Regions from separate parts of the Hordeum vulgare genome. Here region 1 is linked to region 2. A link is a contact called in public Hi-C data. All regions are on one chromosome and are shown on one strand. Each heading gives the region's core, a stretch centred on a gene start, on an enhancer-like site or on the middle of the called end of the contact. The rest is flanking DNA. Distances are from core to core; before and after follow the strand shown.

Region 1 (3,770 bases), core at 1,206-3,705, 780 kb before region 2:
AGTCACAAATGAACGAACTAGCAAAATCATTATAATCCAGTGAACACATTATAACTACATGATACGAAAAACATCCCAAGTTGACAGCAGCATGAACATAGGGATCATTAACCGAGGTCATATACAAAGTGAATCTACACCATAAAGACCCACTGAGCTGACATTCATTTTCTAAAGAACAATGGCTGCTGTTGCCGGGGGACATACAAAAAGGCAAAATCTGATTTAATCAACACAAACAAGGGGCCGGAAGAGGCAATGCTTACTGAATATTTAGTTCATAATAATTTCTATAGGAGAAAATTATTCAAGGATTAGGGAACAATGGTTATAGCATGGATATAGGACCTTCTGCAAGTATTGTACTCACTTTACCCGTGATAACAACATCCTCTGCCTGAAGCTGCCTGCACCTTTCCCAGGCAAGGTCTTGCTGAATTGATTGTAAGCTCAGAATCAAAGTTTCATCATTTGGGTTCTCATCAATTATCATGAACTGCTCCACTAAACCCGGCCGGATGCCTGCCTCCTCTATATGGTCAATATCAAGAAGGCATGCCTCATCTATAGGCAAGAAAGCAGTAGCCTTTGATTGAATGTCAATAAATGCACCATTTGAAGTGGTCATGAATACTGTCCCTTTAATCTGTAGTCATCACAAGCATGCAAAATATTTTTTAGATGTTAGGAACAGTGTAATACAAATTTTGTGAAGCTAATTAAGAAATCTTATACTATCAGTCTCAGCATGCCCAAAAAGTAGCATGTTGCACAAATAACAAAGAAGTAACACATGTAAAAAAGGAGATAATAATAGAATTGTTGGTACCAAAGCAAAAATAGTAATGGAGAGCTGCAAATTCAGCAGCTATACCTCCCTTTGCCATTGGTGGGTACAATGCTCATATTCAACTAGTCGTTTGTGCTTATCTAGCACGTGTTTACTTCAAAGACATGCTTCCGGGCTCGTTCGAGAAAAAAATATCCAGCAGCTATGACAACTCCATTTTGTGTCCATGTGCACGTGTCACACAACAACATTTTGCTTTTAGCTGGATCTTCTTAATTCAATATCACATACCTAATTGGAGGGGACCTAATTTAGAAAAACACGCAGCAATCAGTCAGTCATGACGTGTTTGGTGACCTGCGTCAAGCCCAACAAGGCTCTAGCAGGCTAAGTCCAAGCTGTTTGGCTGCCTGACTCGCACGGAAAAACTGGCCCGCACGAAACTAAAAGCACCCCTCGGCCAGGCCCGCCAAGAACGCTCAGATCGGCCGTTTCTCCAGATGCAAGCTCGGTCTATTGCAATTTACACTAATGGGAAGGATGCGGACTGGGGTAAATGTGGGCGACCAAACGACATGCAGAACGTGGCCCAAAGGCTGCATACGATCAAACAGGCTCCACTGGGCCAGGCTCCAGAAAACATGAAAAGCTTGCAGGTAACCAAACAGCTCCTTGCTGAAAGTATTGTGTCAGCTCAGAATTAACCGAATTGGCTAATTTTTTAAGTTGATCTAAGGTCCCACAACTCAGGAATTTCAATTGTATTTCCATTTGATGTAAGAATCTAGATTTATTACTTCCTTCGTCTCAAAATAAATGTCTTAACCTTAATACAACTTTGTATTAGAGCTAATACAAAGTTGAGACAGTTATTTTGGGACGGAGGGAGTACTTTCCTTCAGAAAGCATTGAACAAACAGTAACGGTGCCGTCGTTCCTAGATAACATAGTACCACTCGCCCCTCAAAAAAGAAAAAAGAAGAGGAAATGGGAAACTAATACGGCAAACCCATTCTAGTTCACTTGAACATTCTATTCGAACCTACGGGACTAACATTTTACAGGAACATTAGGAACATAGGGCAGTCAAAGTTAGTACAAAATGAAAATCTAAAACCCGCAAGCAGTAAGAAATATGACACGTCTTCATTGCTAAATAAACTTACGAGCGATATAAAGCCAATTAAACGGAAATCTATAAGCAATACACGCGACCTGCTATCCCAATCCCCTACTGACGATATTGCAGTTGAGCAGCCATTGCTATGTGTTCCACATGAAACGAGCGAGCAGGAACAAGGGAGGGGTGGATTACGAGTGAGCCAATGTCAGTGTCGATGTCGGTGGTCTCGACGGCGGATTCGAGGTCCTCGGGCGAGAAGGTGATGCCCTCCATGGGCGCAGTGCGGCAGCGCTCGGAGGCCTCGTCGAACAGCGTGCGCATCCGCTCCCGCTCCTTCTCATCCTTGCTCAGCACGTACGTCCCGCAGACCAGCGCGGACGGCCGCATCGGCGCCCCGGGGCGGCGCGACGCGCCGGAGAGCGGTGGGCACGCGAGCCCTGCGACGTGCTGGACCAAGGACGCCATCCTCTTCTGCCTCTGCTCGCTCGGTACTTCCAATGAGGAACAGGCAGAGGGGAGGGGAGGGGAGGGGAGGCGTGGCTGTGTTATCCGGTGGCCGTGGGATTTGAGGATAGGAGATGATTGGGTTTCTGGGCCAGGCTGCCAGACTGGGCTACACCCAGTGCAATCGTAAAAATGTCCCAGCCCAGTAGCGAAATCGTACAAATAAAAAAGTTTACTGCTGGGCTAAGACAACTTGGGCCGGAGCCCACGTCCAGAATTGGTCATTTACGCCGAGAGCGCAGTCCGAGCTGCGGGAAAACCTTATTTGACGCACACTGCGTCAAATAGTCGAGCAAACGCACAGGGCGCGACAAACTGGCCCAGCCCATCTCCCTCCGCAATTCCGATTTCTGCTTCATTGTATTTGTCCTTTTTTCTGTTTCCATTTCTCCATTTTTTTATTTGTTCGTTTTTCTGCTTCAGTTTTTTTTCTATGGTTACTTTTTAACCTAAGTTCATGTTTTTTTAAAAAATTGAAATTCAGAAAATGTTCTTGATTTTATAAAAAATGTTCTTAATTTCAAATATTTGCCATTTTCAAAAACATTCCTAGCTTCAAAAAATGTTCAGGACTTTAGAAAAATGTCCGACATTTTCAGAAAAGTTCAACATTTTTAGGAAATGTTCCTTTTTCGGGAAAAAATATGTTTTCCCTTTTAACTTTTTTCTTCACGGTTGTTCCTTTTTCTTTTCCAATTTTTCAGTTTGACATTTTATAATTTTGTTTTAAATTTCAAAAAATATTCTCGCATTCACAGTTTATATTTAAATGTTCGTGCTTCAAAAAATGTTCCTGCTTCCAATGTGTTCATCTTTTAAAAAATGTTTGTTTTTCAAAAATTGTTCTCGTATTAAAAATCTGCATGATTTAAAAAAATCTTTTTTCATAAATTGTTCATAGATCTGAAAAAATGGTATTATTTTCATATTTTTATAAAAAAAATGTTCCTGTTTTACGAAATTTGTTTCTCTTTTTTGAAAATTTGTTCACAAATTCAAAAATTGTTCAATGTTTTTTGGAAATTATAAAATTATTCATGATTTGAAAATGTTCGGGAAGTTTAAAAAATATTCTTCATTTTCTAAAAAACATTTGCTGTTTCAAAACATGTACATAAATTCAAAACATGTTCCTGTTTTAAAAAGTGTACATAAGTTCAAAAAATGTTCAAATTTCAAAAATTGTTCACAAAATTCAAAAAATGTTATTTCTTACAAAAATATGTTCTATGTTTGTAAAATGCTCCTGTTTTCAAATTTGTTTATAGACTAAGAAATTGTTTATGTTTTTCAAAAACTTTGTGTATTAAAAAATTAGTTTGCGCTTGCAAATTCGGTCAAGTTTTTTAAAGT
Region 2 (4,063 bases), core at 937-3,436:
TAGAGCATCTTTATGATCACCCAGTTACGTTGTGACATTTGATACACACAAGGCATTCCTCCAGTGTGAGGGAGTTGCATGATCTCATGGTGCTAGGAACAGATACTTGACATGTAGAAAGCAATTGCAATAAATTAGTCATACTAACCTTAGGCATTCTCCTAATGATGTGAACCTGGTATCAAATGACAACTCATATCTATGGTTAGGAAACCTTAATCATCTTTGATCAACGAGCTAGTCGAGTAGAGGCTTACTAGGGACTTTGTGTTGTCTATGTATCCACACATGTATGTGAGTTTCCGGTCAATACAATTATAGCATGGATAATAAACGATTATCATGAACAAGGAAATATGACAATAACCAATTTATTATTGCGTCTAGGGCATATTTCCAACAATGATGTGCCCCTTCCCAAGATGCTCCAGTTAGTCTGGCGGTGCGGCGACCTCGAGTCTGGGCGAGAGGGGATAGGGGTTCCCTCTCCGGCAACTGTGATGCCTTGGTGATGTTGGGGACTGTTACTAGCGAGCTCTGGCTTGGTCCTGTTGCCGTGGTGCTCTCCTTCAGCCTGTGACTCTAGTGACGAATCCGTCCCTTGCATCACACTGATGTGCTTTGTGTTAGGAATGTGAGCGTCGTTTGCTTAGCTTCTTCACCTTGTATCTGTTGTCCGGGGTTGCATCCCCATTTTCTTCTTCTTCTTTTAGTTATGTTTGTTTGTAGTTGTTCGTTGTATCCTCACCGGTTGATGGCTTTGTTAATTGAAAGTCGTGTTAGGTCCAAGTCCTTCTCGGGCTTGGTAGAGCCTTTTCTCTAAAAGAAATGATAAGGCTGATGGATGTCAAAATGATTTTCCTTAATAAAAATTTACTAAGGGCGTCTATATGATACAACCAAGGTTTTTTGTCGATCCAAGGATGTTGACAAGGTATGGAAACTTTGAAAAAACTATCTATGAGCTGAAAGCAAACATCAAGTAGTTGGAATTTTTGTTCCGATGAAGTGGTCAAAGGGTTTGCTTCATCAAGAACCATGAAGAGGCTTGTGTCTACAAGAAAGTTAGTGAGAGTGCATAACATTTCCTATACTATATTTTGATGACATATTGTTAATGGGGAATAACGTAAAATTTGTTAACACGATAAAAGAGTCATTGAAAAATAGTGAAATACATGGGTGAAGCTGCGTATATACTGGGCATAAATCTTTATAAAAATATCAAGATGATTAGTAGCGCCGAGCCAGAGCACATACATTGACAAAGTACTAAGCTAATGCTTATTCGGGACCATCGTGCTTCTATCAAGAAGGCTATGTCATGCAAATTTCAATCTTTTGACACAACATCAGAGAGAACCACTTTGTCATTGGCACGGGCGGGGGTGAGTACTATTGAGTAATCTCACTGTCTTTTGCACGGTCCAAACGGTGTGAATTATGTGGCTCAAGCAATCATGTATAATGACCTTAGGCCTTTGGAAGCACAAGTGAAAGATCCACCAACACAAGGCAAACCTTCGGTAATTAGACATTACCATTTTTTGTTTTGTTCTAAGGATGCTGACATCGACATAAATTCCAATGTGGATGACGGTCCATATGTTCTAAAAGACGTACGGTTCTATTTACCATCATATTGCTTCTCTCATGCCACTCGATGATCAACTTCTAAGGTTTGCTAATGAGAAAAAGAAACATAGAAGCAGACCAACTTTTTATTTTTCGATATATATCACAAACCAATCCAACGATGCATGCTCATACGAGCATTTACCTTTTGTGAGGGTATCCTTTCTAATTATTATTTTTTGAGGGGAGGGTGCCCTTTTTGGAAGTATGCAAATTCCTGGCGAACGATCGCGAGCACAGATGGCAACTACGAACACTCAGGGTGGAGGTCTATGTGGTGGGGTGGCATTATACAGAAATGTCATGGCAGTTTGTCTAATTCACGGGAATTTTTTGGCAATTGTCATCGTGCGATCCAGATCGGAGTGCTCTAGGGGACGTTCGCTCGGACCTCACCCCCAGCAAACATTCGCAGATAGCTATACCGTTTTGAAAACAGATTTGCCGTCGGTGGCCAATTCTGGGGCTCCAAAACCGAGACGTGGCCCTGTGCTGTCCTTGGGTTCCCGAATTAAAAGCTGTCTCTACCGGGCCAGCCACCAACCGCGGCCCAACAATCTCAACAACCGGAGCCTAGCAAGCTTTCAACACGTTGGCCCGCTACGCTACTCTCGTCCTGTCCACCAACCGAAACTCACAGCTCCGAGCTCCGCCTCCGACTCCACCTCCGGCCACGGCGAGCAGTCACGCACCATGGCGCCAACAGTAGAGATCAGGAATCTCACCTTCACCTATCCGGGAATCGACGGCAAGCCGCCGCCCGGAGCACCGCCCCTCATCGAGGACGTCTGCTTCTCCCTCGAAGCCGGTCAGCGCTGCCTTCTCGTCGGCTCCAACGGTGCAGGTAGCTCTTGGCCCTCTGAAACCGCTCCTCTCTCCCTCGTCGGCTCGTCTCGTCTCTGTCGTCCTGTTTGCGGGCTTTGATTTGGGTGGGTGCGGCGGGCAGGTAAGACAACGATACTGAAGATACTAGGCGGGAAGCACATGGTGGATCCGAGCATGGTTCGGGTCCTGGGAAGGTCGGCCTTCCACGACACGGCGCTTACTTCCTCCGGTGACCTCTGCTACCTTGGCGGCGAGGTGGGCATATAATTTAAGAATTTCATTCCTCGTCCGTTCTGCAATTGTTTTCCTTTTTGAGGCTGCGTTGTGCAATTGAGAGGCTGGACATTGGTCAAGGCGTGCGCGAATTTTGCCGCTAACCATCTTCCGATGAATTTAATTTTGTAAATCCCCCCAAATGGGTGCAGTGGAGGCGGGATGTTGCCTTTGCTGGCTACCAGGTGAATATACAGATGGACATTTCTGCAGAGAAGATGCTATTTGGTGTCACTGGCGTTGATCCTCAGAGAAGAGATGAGCTTATCAAGGCAAGTTCACCCCAAAATCACCAATACAAATTTATCTGTAAATCACATTTCCCTGGGGAGCTTACTTGTCAAATTTAATGATACCATGTTAACAGAACTGAAGTTTGCTATTTGAGCTTCTTTGCTTTCATGCACCAATATTCTATACTGGTTACTTATTTGTCATCCCCTTTACCGGATTATGTGGAAATTGTTGTGTTCCATACACGAGGACTTGAAAAATTCTGTTGCTTGAACTAGTGCTTCTGCAACAATCAAATTGTATCCAGAAACCTCCCGTTTGTCACGGCCATACTTGCATATTCTGACCAGTTACAGCCAATGTCATATAAACTATTTTATCTAGCTGTATATTAAAGAACATCCCAAGTGCCTGACAGTTCAGTTAAAGCATTTGCCTTTGAGGTATTATACGACTGTTATCCTACAAAGATTGTAGTGTGTAATAGAGCTAATCATCACCAGTTCCCAGGCTCAGTAAACTAGACTCTGTCTTTGTAATGGTAAGGGTGTTCAGAAAAGGTTAAAACTCAAAATGTGAAACATAGGTGTACTTGCTTCTAGCGATTGGCTCACCGGTGTCACACATATAAATACACCATGCCTACAAAAATAATAAGCTAACCAGAACTTCACTCAAACAATAAATCCAATCCACCCGGTTGGGACTATGTGGGTCTGCCCCCGAACCTTATGTGATGGTATGCTGATATAAGAATACCTTTGAGCAGGAAAGCGTATGTGTGTTACGGTTCTCAGGAATATTAGTCTACCCATGTAAGACTGTTAAGAAAATTCATTGATCTATAAATTAGGAAGTAGGACATTGCATTTTGTATGTTTGCCGTATGATCTATAAATTAGGAGCTAGTAGGACATAATATTCTTACAACTCCAAGGGCACTCCTCAAACCTCCCCTATATGTCCGGGCGGACAGTCCGGACACAATAGGACCCTCCCAGCGGGCCTCCTGAACTTGCCCAGTAAGTCTGGATTGTCTGGACCTCACCAAATCAAGCCCATATATGGGGAGGAAATGGGGCTGTCCGGACATGTC

What was found. Hi-C and Micro-C count contacts between places; a contact is called where the count stands out from the background.
Region 1: a contact with region 2 is called in a Hi-C map of seedling, with 5 times the contacts expected there. The contact joins the promoter of LOC123448789 here to the promoter of LOC123448788 in region 2. A contact is called at or near these places in 3 of 6 Hi-C or Micro-C datasets (leaf and seedling) and 1 of 1 datasets of contacts at active chromatin or transcription factors (embryo).

What each region holds. Positions count from the first base shown.
Region 1 is chr4H:417,297,810-417,301,579 of MorexV3_pseudomolecules_assembly, reverse strand. It overlaps LOC123448789 (30S ribosomal protein S1, chloroplastic), which reads right to left and starts at 2,455. Exons shown (of 7, transcript XM_045125797.1): 1 at 2,106-2,455; 2 at 371-646. The coding sequence starts at 2,378.
Region 2 is chr4H:416,519,633-416,523,695 of MorexV3_pseudomolecules_assembly, reverse strand. It overlaps LOC123448788 (ABC transporter I family member 20), which reads left to right and starts at 2,186. Exons shown (of 7, transcript XM_045125796.1): 1 at 2,186-2,479; 2 at 2,582-2,715; 3 at 2,886-3,005. The coding sequence starts at 2,329.